Regions from separate parts of the Mus musculus genome. Here region 1 is linked to region 2. Evidence: chromatin contacts called from public promoter capture Hi-C data. All regions are on one chromosome and are shown on one strand. Each heading gives the region's core, a stretch centred on a gene start, on an enhancer-like site or on the middle of the called end of the contact. The rest is flanking DNA. Distances are from core to core; before and after follow the strand shown. Region 1 overlaps Zhx3 (zinc fingers and homeoboxes 3). Region 2 overlaps Plcg1 (phospholipase C, gamma 1).

The links. Capture Hi-C pulls out chosen DNA fragments and counts their contacts.
Region 1: a contact with region 2 is called in a promoter capture Hi-C map of liver. The contact joins two enhancer-like sites. A contact is called at or near these places in 2 of 484 Hi-C or Micro-C datasets (the HL-1 cell line and liver), 2 of 115 datasets of contacts at active chromatin or transcription factors (embryonic fibroblasts and embryonic stem cells) and 3 of 9 other capture datasets (adipose tissue, liver and pancreatic islet).

Annotation. Positions count from the first base shown.
Region 1 is chr2:160,844,374-160,851,580 of GRCm38.p6, reverse strand. The region is part of intron 1 of Zhx3 (zinc fingers and homeoboxes 3); the gene reads left to right. Among named protein-coding and RNA genes, the nearest start is that of Zhx3, 25 kb to the left of the region's middle. Within about 2 kb of position 1,525, at least 15 of the 459 cell types and tissues checked have an H3K27ac peak or open chromatin away from gene starts, as enhancers often do. A contact at or near this core is called in liver, where this site is marked.
Region 2 is chr2:160,755,083-160,762,236 of GRCm38.p6, reverse strand. It overlaps Plcg1 (phospholipase C, gamma 1), which reads right to left. Exons shown (of 34, transcript NM_021280.3): 21 at 6,419-6,496; 22 at 5,593-5,696; 23 at 5,271-5,367; 24 at 4,954-5,023; 25 at 4,108-4,265; 26 at 2,687-2,783; 27 at 2,331-2,555; 28 at 2,106-2,254; 29 at 1,043-1,157; 30 at 771-932; 31 at 589-677; 32 at 314-498. Among named protein-coding and RNA genes, the nearest start is that of Plcg1, 27 kb to the right of the region's middle. Within about 2 kb of position 1,331, at least 11 of the 459 cell types and tissues checked have an H3K27ac peak or open chromatin away from gene starts, as enhancers often do. A contact at or near this core is called in liver, where this site is marked.

The sequences.
Region 1 (7,207 bases), core at 276-2,775, 89 kb before region 2:
TCACATTGGGCATCTCACAACTGCCTGTAATGCCAGGACATCTGCCTTAGAGTTTTATTGCTGTGAATAGATGCTGCCATGACTCTGGCAACTCTTACGAAGCAAAGCATTTAATTGGGGCTGGCTTACAGTTCAGGGTTTTAGTCCATTATTGTCATTGTGGGAATCATGGCAGCATGCATGGTGCTAGAAAAGTAGCTGAGAGTTTTTCATTTAGATCCACAGACAGCAGAAAGAGAGGGTGACACTGAGCCTGGCTTGGGCATCTGAAACCTCAAAGTCTGTCTGAATGACACATTTCCTCTAGCAGGGTCACACCTCCTAATAGTGCCATTCCCTATGAGCCTGTGGGTGCCATTTTTATTCAACCTGCCATAACATCAGATGTCCTCTTTTGTACATCTTGCAGCATTACTTAAACATGCACACTCCCCATACACATAATTTTAAAAATATATCTTTAGAAAACAACAACCTCCAAACAGGACTGGTAGTATCTGGCTAATTGTACCTATGTCAGTGTAGTTTTTCCAAATACTGTCCTAACCAGATAAGACTAGTCTTTTGTAGGCTAATTTCTGTCTATGAACCTCTATGTGTTGTTCTTCAGCAAATTTTGAAAATCTTCAGTTCTTTTGTCTTAATTTGTAACTAGCATATAGTTAAACTGTGTGCAACTATTGTGGGCCAGTCACTTTTCTAGATAACAGGGATGATGCTACTGTGTAAAAGTCACCACCATAATGGAGATCTCAAATCCATAAATAATAGGGTCTAGAGTTACAGTCAAATTGAAATTTAAAAAACAAAAGTGTTTGCGTCACTCTAAATTCGAATTTAAGTGCTGTTGTTGCTAGCTTTAGTTCTTCACAAGTACCCATGATTGCTTAATGACTTAATGTTGACTTCTCATAGGTAGCTTGATCTAAGAGGGAAAGAAAACACCTGAGACGGAAGCCAGAGCCCCTCTATAACCTTGTTTTGGAAATGACGCTCCAGCACATCTGCTGTATTTGTTAGAAGTGAGTCAGTAAACTGGCCCACATTGCAGCAGAGGAGGTTACCCAAGGGCATGAATACCAGGAGGCAAAGATCATTAGTGACCATCTCAGAGTGTGCCTAACACAGAGAGTGAGACATAAGCAACTTTAACATATCACTTAAATGTTTTCAGTTATAAGTGGCAAATTTGTGGTAATGGAAATTATTGCTTTCTTTTTGTTTTATTCTATTTAATTTAAAAGACTTTACAAATATGCAAAAAAGAACATTATAAACATTGGCTATTATTCTGATGCCATTGTAGATTTTTCTTACCTGTATCAATGTTAGGACTGAATTGTTAGCTAATACCAACTTGTACCAATGGTTAACCCTGATGAGCTTTTACCCTGGTAGGTAGACTTTATGCATTTACTAAGTATTATCTTACGTAATCCTCAGGAACTCTCTGAGATAGACACCACTACTGTTTCTGTTCTACAAATGAAAACGCTTACATTGTGAATTTCTGATGGTGGCACAGGCAGTGTCACCAGCTAGTGGGCAGCACAGAGTAAGAGGAGGACAGGCTGGAGCTCACACATCCAACTGTAGCACTATTTTTGTCTTCTTTGATAGAATTATTCAAGTGCTAAATTAACCCAGGATTCCCTGGGAAATAATTTGATGATGTTTACTTACTAAATTTAGTATCATCTTGTTAGTGGGTGAGTTCCCCCTTTTACTTTTTAAATGAGGAAACCAAGGCTTAGGCAGATGAGCTGCCTGTCTGTGGTTATGCAACAACCTTAGGTGTTGGCGACAGCAGCATCCAAGAGTCAGGTTCCTGATACTAATATTAGCATTATTTCCTTTAAAATCTAAGTATTTAGCTACAAAGAAGATCAAGGTTTTAGTAGAATAGCTTAGGAAAATAAATGTTTTGTCTTGAACTGCTCAATCTGTTAGCTGGGATTCATAATTAGCTAATTTTATTTAATTATTTTCCTTTTATTGTTTTGTTGTTGTTTTGAGACAGAGTCTCACTGTGTAGCTCTGACTGGCCTAGAATTCACTCTATACAAGGCTGGCCTGGAACTCAAAAAGATCTGCCTGTCTCCACCATGCTTGACTAAAATACTTTATATTTTTAACTATAATTTCTGAGGAAAATATATATTTTAACTTCCATAACAAAATACAAAGGACCTCTAGATACCATTAAGGAAAACTATAGTATATAAACATTTCAGTAACACTAAATTATATATAATGTGCATGCAAAAACTTTATTGAAAGTGGAACAGCTAAAAGGCACTCCATAATTGAGTTTGAGGTTTTACATTTTATGTACATGTACACAGTTTATATGAAGATAACTGATGAAGTCATCTTTCATATGTGAATGTCTCATTTATAGTTCTCTGCATCACACTTTTATAATTCAAAGAATGCTATAATATTTCAAAACAAATTGGTAAGCGTTTCCCTTACAAGAAACTAAAAATGGAATAGTTCTGGAACAACTGAGTTACAGTTTTTTCAGTCACATAAATGTGTGTCCCAGTGCTGTTTTTCAAAGCCAGAGGACAAACATTCTAATTGTGGAGTTAGAAAACAAGAGGAGCACGGTCACCTGACTGTACTTGTTTGGTAAGAAGTGAAGCACAATTATTTTAAAAATACTTCTGTAAGTTTCTTCTTTCTCATTTTGGGCATAACAGTGGGCTTTATTGATAGTATATACAAGAGTGGGGCTACCTAAGCCCTTCCCCTTCTTCTGAGGATCTCAGGTACAAAGACTGAGAACAATGTTCAGTGTGTTGGGGAGCTGAGTGAGGCAGGGATTTCCTAGCAGCTGAGAGCCTCCCTCTTCCTCTCATGTAGAAAACAAAATGCATAGAGTTTGAAGACTGCAGTCTTGGTGAGAAAGGCTGTTTCTTTGAGCAGCTGTAACTGAATAGCCAACATGTTAAAGAAAATCTCAGGAAGGGAAACTAATAGGTATTGATACTCTTAGGAAACTGGAGATAGTGGAAAGACATAGGATTGGTTGTTGCTTGTACATCGAGGTGGGCAGGGGAAGAGATGGATCGGTTCTGAAGAAGAGGCTGATTTTGGTTTGGCACAAGCAAAGGAGCTTCAGAGGAACTGGGTTGTCCAAGAGCTGATATGCAGTGTACAGCTGGCCTATGGTGAGAGGAAGCTGGCTTTGGGAATTGCTGGCATGTAAAGTGAGACCTGAGCAACTGGAACAGCATAGATGAACACAACAGTCAGTGGCCTGAGAGTCAGAGAGTCTAGTAAAGCATTCTGCTTGGTGCCTTATCAATACCAAATGCAGTACTTAAATTAATTATTTGATCAATAGCTGTACATTTAAGAATCATTATACAATAAGTATTTTATATTTTATAGTTGAAGCATGAAATACAATTTTATTGCTATAGGGAAGCCAAATTGTATTACATTTTCTTTTAAAGTTATGCATATAATACCCAAACATATACTTAACATATCCAAAGCTTTCCACTTTGACCTTTCTCCTAACCCTTTGTCCTCCAAAGATTTTTAAGATGGTTTTCTATTTACTATTGCTAAGAGAAGCTGTGTCTGAATAGACAGTAAGTTAGAAATTGGAGATTGTGATTCTTCATGCTTGCCTTTGGCTCATAGCTGTGTTTTGTTAGCATTCATTGACTAGGCTTCCTGGAAGAGGTACTTACCTTTGCCCTTTGTGGTGAGTAGTCTTGATGCTATAGGACATTCAGCTTCACAGTGGAGGGCTAAATCCCTGTGTCATGAACTCTGGGGATCTCTACACAACTGAATAGATGCAGTAGAGAGGTGTGTTATTTCCATGGAATAGAAAACCACTGTTCTGTGAGTGCATGTACACAAGGCCACACAACCAGATGGACGTCAGGGAGTTGTGATATGTCTTTTTATATGCATTTACATTTTAGTATGCTTATACCAACCTCTCACTGTTAGAGTAATCTTTAGTAAATAATAGTAAAAAGTAGCCATGAGCCATTGCCTATTTATTATTTTAAATACTTTCACTGGCCCCACTTTACTGTATGTAATGAACTTAGGATTCTAGGTTATAGCTGATATCTGAACCTCATTAGAGGTATTAAAAGCCTAGTAGACATCTGGGGCATTACTCTTAGTGTTAAATATACATAAAACTATGTATTGAAGATTTCTACTTGGCAGGAAGGGTGAGAAGAGAAATATATGATTTCCTTTGATATTTGCAGAATCTAAAAACATTAATCCTGAGCAAAAGCTCTGTAAAGCTTCTGGGCATGTCTTTGATGTTGTCAGAACTGTCCTGCAGTCTCCATTTTGGGAAACAGTACTATCCTGGATTTAGTAATTAAAGCCATAAAGTTGAGCTCCATCCTTAAACTCTGTTCCTTATGTGCAGCTCATCAGAAACCTGCTGATGCCTCCTGCTTCCAGAACACAGAGAACCTTCTCCATTGCCAGCAGCCCACTGTGGGCACTAAAGCGGACTTCTATACCAGCCATTTGTTTTCTTTTTCTGCTCATATTCTAGCCCTACTACTATCCATTTGACACTTCACCCAGAGTGCTCTTTTTTGGAAACCTAAGTCAACTATGTTAGTGTCTTTTTTCACTCCCTCTTACTTGAACCCCCCCTCCCCCCACCCCATTTCCATCTCTTGTATCCCAGGCTGGCCTTGAACTCATTATATAGCCAAGAATGACTTTGAATTTCTGATCCTTCTACATCTATTCTCAAGTGCAAGGATTACTAGCATGCTGACATTACCGTCTCCAGTTTTATGTAGTCTTAGACCAATTGAGCATACAGCCCTCATTTTAATCTGTTGGTTTCTTAGTGTTTGTTAGTTTGGTTTCTGTTAACATTTATAAAAGAGGATCCGATAAGCAATTTTCTTTGTGGGAGTGGGGGGATGTTGTGAACTCTACTAATGGTATTCAAGAGAGTAGGGTTCCCTAAGTTCCTCCCTCCTCCTGGGGATCTGGGATGGAAACTGTAAAGGGAGATGCTTAGTGTTGGGACAGGAACTTTTCAGTAACTGAGGGCCTTTTTCTTCCTACATTCTTGCTGGGGCACGTGGCCCAGGGCTCCTTACTCCTTGGAGGCTCTGTAGGCCATGAGGACCACTACCCTGTTGCTGTAGTCATATTCATTGTCATACCAGGAAATGAGCTTTACAAAGTTGTCATTGAGAACAATTTCAGCCCCATCATCAAAGGCAGAAGAGGAGGCATCACTATTAAGTAGCAGGAGACAACCTTGTCTTCAGTGTAGCCAAGGATGCCCTTTTAGTGGGCCCTTTGATGACTGCTTCATCACATTCTTGATGTCATCATACTTGGCTTTCTTCAGGCAATATGTCAGATTCATGATAGATACATTGGAATAGGAACACATAAGTCAGTGAGCTTCCTGTTCGGTTCTAGTATGGCCTTGCCCACAGCCTTGGCAGCACCAGTGGATGCAGGAATGATGATCTGGGCGGCCCTATGATCATCATGCTAGAGCTTCCAGAGGGGCCATCCATAGTTTTCTAGGTGGTAGTGATGGCATAGACTGTGGTAATTAGTCCTTTCATAATGCCAAAGTTGTCATGAATGACCTTGGCCAGGGAGGCTAAGTTGATGGTACAGGAAGCATTGCTGACAATCTTGAGTGAGTTGTCATACTTCTCATGGTTCACACCCATCACAAACATGGAGACATCAGCAGAAAAGGCAGGGATTATGACCTTTTTAGCCCAACCCTTCAAGTTGGACAGGCCTTCTCCATGATGGTAAAGACACCAATAGACTCCACAACAAACTCAGCATCACCCCACTTGATGTTGGTGAGATCTCACTCCTGGAAGATGGTGACAACCTTTGAAAATGACAAGCTTTCCTTTCTCAGCCTTGAATCTGCTGTGGAACTTGCCATGTAGAGCCTGTAGGCCATGTAGTTGAGATCAGTGAGGAGGTAATGATCTGTCTGCTGGAGTTGAAGGAAGCCCTGGTACCCAATAAGGCCAAATATGTTCACTCTGATCTTCATCATTATGTCTTAGGGATAGGGGTGGCACTGCATGAGAAGACATGGGTGTCTCTGGAACAGGAAGGAGCAGAGACAGATAAGCAATTTTCAAATTATAACTGCACTGAATTTTCTAGAGAGCTTTTAAATATACAAACCTGGGCCCACTTTTGTCAGTATTGGCTCAGTTGAATTGTGTGGTCTAGAGAATGTTTTAAAGAAGCTCCCAGATAATTTTGTGTGATCATATTGGTAGCTGAACTGGGTTCTTTTAACTCAAGTGGGAATGACCATTCTTTCAGAAGTAGATTCAAGCTACAGGTACCCTTGTCCTAAGAAGTACTGGATTTAGAGCCAGCTTCTCTCTCCCTCTCTCTCTTTCTCTCTCCCTCCCCCTCTTCTCCTCCATCTTCCCCCCTCCCCCTGTGTGTGTGTACATGCGCTCGTGCATGTGCACATGCCTTGTGTGCTGCTATTTCTTCACTCTGTAGTCCTAGCACCTATGTGGGTGGTCTCCCCAGCTCATTCCCTCCTTCATTGTAGAGAGCTGTTCTACTGGCTTTTCCTTATGAGAACATTAGAGGATGCAGCTGTTCACTAGACCTTTAATTATTCTCTCGGCGATCCCTGTCTCCCTTCTACTTCCACATCAGCTTCTACTGTGTGAATTCAGGTTTGCTTTCCCCAGGGTTCTGTGGGTAAACACACATTCTTGGGGGTTCTTTCTTTTTGCTTGATTCAGATTGAGTTTTTTTCTACATGATCTTGATTTTTAATTTTTTTATATCGTCAGTCATCACTCTGATAACCTTTTTCTGTTATACTGTGCCACAGTATAATCCTTTTATAATATATTCTTATAATCGGTATTTTACATAGGACATTTTAAGAGATGGAAGAGGGGCCTAGAGAGATAGTTGGTAAAGTGCTTGCTATGCAGTGTGAGTTTATTAGATCCCTAGTATCCACACAAAAAGTTTAGGGATGGGGTGTGTCTGTGACCACAGAACTGGTATATTGTGAGTACAGAGACAGATGGATACCAAGGCCAGCCAGTTAAACTGAAAAACAGTAACCATCAGGTTCAGAGATAGGCTATGTCTCAAAAAATAGTGTGGAGAGTGATAGAACACTCCAGCTGTCCACTTCTGGTCTTATTCATGCATTTTTGGGCAG
Region 2 (7,154 bases), core at 82-2,581:
AGACCAAGAAGGCTTTACAGTAGACAGCTCCCAGAGAACCCAGTTCATGGCATTCCACAGGTGGACAGCACCTGCTGCTCTCCAACTAGGTGGGGTCTGACTAGAGGCGGTTGTCTCCATTGACCCGAGTCCTTCTTGGGGCCCTGAACAGAAGTGAAGTGTCCTTACTGGCCTTGCAGCCAGACAGGACAACCCAAGACACACGGTTATCCCTTTTCCACAGAGGAGAAAGCTGCCAAAGGATTGATCTTTCTGGCTCCAGCACCCTTCCTCCAAGGTCCCACACTGGCTAACTTCCCCTCATCTCCCTCACCTTCGTTCCCGACTGTCAAAATGGTCTGCTAGATGCTCCTGCGAGATGCGGAAATCTTCAAATGGCTGCTGGTATCTGGCTTCAAAGGACCCTTCCCGGGCCCGGACATGGAACAGCTGGCTGGAGGCATCTGAGGCCCGTTCCCTTAGGGATATGCCACTGAAAGGACTGAGGTCACCGTTCTCCTGCTCAGCAAGGGAAGTGCACAAAAGTTGAGGTCTCTTCTGCATCTCAGGGGCTATGACTGAACTCTCTGCTCACGCTGCTGTAGTTACCTTAGCAGGGAAAATGTCAATCTTGATGAGCAGGGAGGCCAACTCCAGGTCTTCACTGTAGTTGTTCTTCAAAGGCACTGCTCTATATCCTAAGAGAAATACCTGGCTCTCAGCCTATCAAGTGTCAAGCAAGTGGATAAGCCCCATCCTGACAGCAAGACTTTATAAGGAAGATTCCTCACCTGTCTTCAGGCCTTTTACTGGGAAAGTAGCCTGAGCCAAGAAGTTCTGGTCACTAAACATGTCTTCCTCATACACCACAAAGCGCAGAAAGGCAAACTCTGGGTTACTGATCTGGAAGTGGAAGGGCTTAGCAGGCCACACAGGGTTCAGTCCGTTGTCCACTGTGAAAGCAAGGGCAAAAGCTGAGGCCACATCTACGGGATGTGATGACTGGTGGAGAGGTCTTTAACACCCCAGGGGAATGATGGGTAATGAGGGAAGACTGACTTACCTACAAACTCCGTCTTTTGCTTGGTGCTGTCGTACTCAGCCCCAGCCACCTCAATCTCCACAAAAGGACACACAATACCCCGGCCATTCTTCGGCAGATGCCTGGCCCCCAGCACCTGTGAGGCAGGCAGGCAGAGATGGGGTGATGACATCCCCCCAGCACCCCGAACATCCTCCCAGCAGAAGCTTGGGGAGCAAATCGTGGAGGAAAATGCACCATGGAGGCAGTATGCCCCCTGCTGGGCCCTGAAGGTGCTGCCCATTAGGCCGCTCATTGTTCACTCCAGAGCAAGCTGTTGGCTGTAAAACCCTGAGCTTTAGCTAAGTATCATGCGTACTTGGCAGTCCATTTCATGTTAAATCCATGTCTGTTCCAATGTGGGAATCTTTTAAATTATTCCACTTTAGAGGGAATATCTGGAAAGTAGCAGTCATGTCCATCTGTGGCTCTGTGCTCCTAAGTGTGCTCAGCTGGCCATAGACTATTCTTACTCTTTCCAGACTGTTCAGGCCACCCCTGCTGATTCCCATAGCGAAGGCTGAGCTGACCCTTGATCACAGCATTTCACCAGACATGGACTGGGGAGCTCTATTCTAGGAACTGGGAAAGGCAAACAGGCTGCTGGTCATGCTCTAGCAAGCTCAGGTTTTGCTTGGTCCTGCAGACAGGAGCCTGGCTCAGCACAGGCCCCTTTTAGCCTGATTTGTGTCATTCTGACCAGGTTTTTCCTTCCAGGTAGTGACTTTTCACAGGTTAGCTTTAACCCGACATCCTAACTCATTTGTGCCAAAAACTGGCCATGATCAGCCATGCTACCCCTGGGATCCCAACCTCACAGAGAACCTGTAGCTGGATTTCCACTTCAGGTGGTCCTACTTCAAGCTCAGGAATAGACCAAGATAAGTTCTCTTCCCCAATGTAAAGCAGAAATGCTGCTCACCTCTGGCCCTGTACCCTTTCCCACTTGTGCTGACCCACCTGGTCGCCACCTTCTTAGCAGGTTTAGTATCAATGGTCTTCATAACCCTTTCCCACCCTGAAGAACCCAGACAAATATACTCACCTCAATGCAAATGACACAGGGTTCCAGACCTCGGAGACTGCTCTTATCAAAGGGGTCAAAGGCTTCGTCTCTCATGGTGCTTGGCTGCAGCACATAGCCACAATGCCCACCAGCCATGAAGAGGGCCTGGTTCATCTGCATAGGCTTGTCTGCAAGAGTGGGATTACAGTGTGCTCCAGTGGAACTGCCCTAAGTGTCTCTCCCCACCCACAGAGACCCCCTCACCTGGGGTCTGGAAATTGAGTGCTACAAGCTGGCTACCGCAGATCCACATGGGCAGAGGGTCATAATTGGAGGAGTCTAGCCTCTGGCCCTTAGGGTAGATGCGCGAGAGCTGCAGCCGGTTGTACTGGAGGAACTTCTTGCCTTTGGCCTTGTTCACATACTTCTCAGCCTTGGTTTCCGGAAAGGAGGACATGTCCCGGTAACAAGCACGTTCTGTGCCAATCTCTGAGCCAAACAGTGAGAGCGTGTATAGAGCGGCCCCCTTGTGTAGTGTATGTAAGGGACAGGGTATTAAACGCCACTCTCAAGCCACCAGCCCCTCAGCACATGCACACCACACCTGGCCCCAGCCTTACTCTCTTCATCAAAGGGAACGGGCCGGCAGTAGACCACAAGCTCGGAGAGCTCCAAGGCGATCTTCTTCCTCCTCTCCATCATCTTTCCCTCAGTGAGCTGGTGACACACACAAGGCCCAGGCTGAGCCCTGCCCAGGAGAAGGAAGCTCCTACCAGCCTTGGGTACACACACACTTCAGGTGTTCTGAGGCCCTCTTCTCTCCTTGCACATTTTAAATAGCAGCAGACACTAAACAAAACTACTGGCTCCCAGTTTTGGCCAAAAATTATCTCTTTCTTCGTCTCCACAGATACACTTGTTCCCCAACCCTCTTGGGGTGGAAGTCTCACCATAACTTAAGTGCCAAATGACCTCACATGGAGCTAAGGTCGGCAAGGCCCTCCCAATAATGCTTTCTGATTATTCTTTACCTAGCCTCGTCCTTCAGCAAAAACACTGCTTCCCGGTTCCCTGAAGCACTAAGGCCTTAAGCCCACCTGGCAATGTGTGTGCCTTAGACGACCTTACCATCTCACGTCCCCATGGCCAATGCAGCCTTCCTCCTCCCGTTCCCGATCTTAGCTGCAGCCTACTCAGGCACTCCCCACACTGTTCTTTGTAGTCTTCTCCTTCAGGGGCTCCACTATTTATAATCTTTCTTTTCATTCCAGGCTAAATCCAGGCAGGGTCTAGCCTGCCAGCCACTGGATCTTTCAGTACCTTGCCCTCCGGGGCACACTAACAAAATCCTCAGCATTGTGTCTGTCCCCAGTCACAAATCTGCTCACCAAATGCGCTGGGGGGACAGGCTCTAAGTAGAAGCTTCCATACATCTACAAATGCTTCGCCAGGCTCAATGGAAGAGGGCTCCTCCAGAAAGCTGGTCCTTCCAAACAAATACATGCTACCCACTATCCACAAACTCCAACTCCCACTCTGAACTCCCTACAACCCACTGCCATCCAACCTTCTCATGACACTAAGACACCTCAATAGTGTCACTAGGAATATCTGCTGCTTTTAAAGCTACAGGACACCATACCTCTGTGGCCCTCAGCATAGCAAAGTTCCACTACTGTGGGTATCTGTAACTTCTCTGCCTCCTGTCCCAGACCCATGCCCTGTTACAAATGTTTACGTGAACCCTCTTCCTCTCTTCTAAGCCTGATCTGACTCCTGCTGCCAGCCCAGGACCTCTCTTCCCTCTTGCCTTACACTCATTCAGGTGATCGAGAGTACTTAATGCTCAACATTTCCTAAGCCCATCCATCACAATCCTGTCTTGAGTTTGTTCTTTTGGGTGCCTTATCTAAGGCCTGGCCACATCAGTTGCCTTCTCTAGAGGAGCTCGCTGGGGGTTGGAGGCCTTGGCTCCCGGGCAGGCCCACATGTTGCCCCCACAGATCCCAGTAGCACCTTCTAAGCTGTGGCAGGTTCTCACCCTGGCATCTGCAGTCTGGGCAACTTCACGGATCTTTTTCACCCAGTCCTGTAACTCCTCCTGTGAGTCAGCTGCAACATCCAGGGACCACTGAGCCACTGATGGCATGCTGATGGAGAAGACGAAGAGCCGGTTGTTTTTGCCCTCAGGACGGATGGCTGTTGGGGGTAAAATAATACAGGGCTAGGAATGCTCTCTGGGCTTTCTAATGCTGTGAACCCTTCAATATAGTTCCAACCATAAAATTTTTTCATTGATATTTCATAATTTTGCTACTATTTATGAATTATACTGTAAATATCTGATATGCAGCGTATCTGATATGCAAACCCTGGGAAAGGGTTGTTAGGCCTCCAAAGGGGTTAAAACCCACAGTTTGAGAACCACAGCCATAGACACTGGCTCAAAGGAATTCATTCCATTTCTTCCTGGCCATACTTATAAGCAGGCAAAACTGGTATATAGATCCGATTTACAGAGGATACTGTAGCTCAGACATACCATAGTAGTTATGGTGGAACCAAGGCTCCAACCCAGCTGAGACTCATGCCTCTTCCTTGGAGCCATGCACTGTAGCCCCCACCCTAACCCATCTCCAAGCTTCTGTCACAATGCTGTGGTCTAAACCATTAGGACTGGATGTCAGTCTGTCAACATCTCTGCCAACTTTTGACTCCACTGTACTTGGCAGAGGGTAAAATTTGGGGATGACAAAAGAGTCTGGGACTTCCATAGTATAAGAGTAGCCTCTGGGAACTCGGCCACTGGATTCCTCTCCAGAAGCAGGAGGAGTGACAAGGACACCCTGACACTAAGAGGAATCATGAGCTAGGAATTAGATCTCACCGATCTGACAAGCTGGCACATCTAAGACCCCTCGCAGCAAGTCCCCCAGTGGGCTGTTCTCATCCAGGTGCTGTAGGAAGCAAAACCCCAGGATGGTCAGCATCGCTGCCGCAGGCTCAGCTGAGGGAACTTTTTGACGATCTTTTAGGTCTACTCATGACCAGCCAAGCATGACATAGGTACAAGAGAGACTAGAGTGTAGCCACACAGGATGTGTGGCTCACAGATGACAGGAAGGCCTGGGTGTGATAGACACATCAAAAGAAAACCTGGGGACAGGGAAACAAACCCGTGACACAGAGTGGTTCCAGACATACCTCCCTCTCAGGCTCTAGGACTGCTGGATTGATCATCTCTTCCACATAGTTTGAGGGGAACCACAGCTGCTTCTTCCCACCATAGTCCCCTCGCCACCTGTGGAAGCCACAGGGTACTGACTCCAGCAACTGCCCCAAACTCACAAGCTCTTCCTGGGGGGTTCCCACACATAAGTCAGGCCAAGGCAGACACTGCTAGTGAGCATGAGACAGATGCTCTCAAAGCATACTGTCACAAGTGCTTTCAGTGACAGCTCCACAGAGGCCCCGGCCTCCTGTCCCACCACACCACAGGCTTTCTAGCCTGGATGGTTTATCTCACCAGCCACCATCTTGCTTTTCCACATTCTGGATGATGGCACTCTTGGTGAAGGTCAGCTCATCCTCTCTCTGGGCCTTGTAGTCGAAGAGGGCTTTTACTGCACACTGCAGAGGTGAGACAGTGGGATTGGATTGTGTGGAGTAAAGCAGAGGGCAGTCCCCATCCTTTAACCTAGTACAGCACATGTGCATACATGTGCCTACATGTGCCTGGGCTTACGCTAGTGGGCAGTGCCACTGTTGGCAAGTGACCCTAGACACAGGTCTTAATGCTGTCTTGGGGTAAGTTTCAGAACAAGCAGGATGGGTTTTCTCCAGGGAAATTCTTGGCCACCCAGGTAGAGTCTTTGGCACTCTGTCTGGGGTCTGCTCCCACAAGCCAGGGCTGAGGTCCAGTAAGAGTAAGTGCACAGCCCTGTGGAGCTCCCTCCATAGTTAAGACTCTTACAGGGCAATGTGCTACATTAAAGAAAAGGTCAAAACCAAGAAGACCCTAAGATCTTCATAACGAAGGGAATGCCTGGACAGTGTGCCATCTGGCCCCTGTTCTACTTACTACCCATGGAAGACACGGGGATCACTCTGAAGGAATGGTGACAAAGGGCCAGTTCTAACCCAAGACACTGGCTATAAAGTGGTTGATCCCTGGAGATTTATGGTCATTTACCAACCACACATCTTAAAATCTCTTGAGCCTCAGAAAACCACAACTAACACTTGTTTCTCCACACCTACCACAAAAGGGCCCAGAATACAGAAATATAAGCCCCAAGCAGTAGGGAACCCCTCCTTCCTTGTGGCTTCCTGTGCCAAGCACAGATATTTACCTTGAAAGTTGGCATAGGGTTTGCCTCCACATAGAAACCAGGGTTGCGGCCCTCGTATAGTGCCCCATAATCGGGTTCCTGGAAACAGGACACATTGTGATCTATCACCATCCCAGAACTGAGATAAATGCAGCTGCTAGCTCCCATTGCCCAGTTTCTGAAGCACAGCTGGCCTCTTCTACAGGACATTTGCCCCAGCTCATTGGCCCCTGGCCTACAGGAATCCCCCTCCTCATCTTCCAAGGGGAGGGTGCCTGTAGGGACTTGATCCACACTCCTTTTGCACTCTTACCCCACATCCACCACTGTGGCTCCTGCAGCCGGAGCTCCCTGCTGCCGAGCTGCCAGCAACACCACATACTTAATGTTTGTTCAGTGGCTGAGCTCACGGTCAGGAAGTAGCCCAGCACACCTCTCCTGACTTCAGGGAACAGCATGACCCTGACCAGGTTATCGTGTCACAACTGACAACTCGCAACCAATCCTGTGTGAGATGCCTGCCTTCTATTAAAAACCACAACACTGATCCAAGACCCTTGCACTACCAAGCCACGGTCTTCCCTCCAGAGCCTTCCCACAGAACAAACACATCTATACAATTGTACCTACTCTGCCCCATACACTCCAGACCCAGTCCATGTGAGCTCCTAGACCTTGCCACCTACCGCTTAGTTCATGGGGACTTTGTCTGAATACCCAGGCACGGCTCAGGTGCCATTTCCTCCAGCTACACACC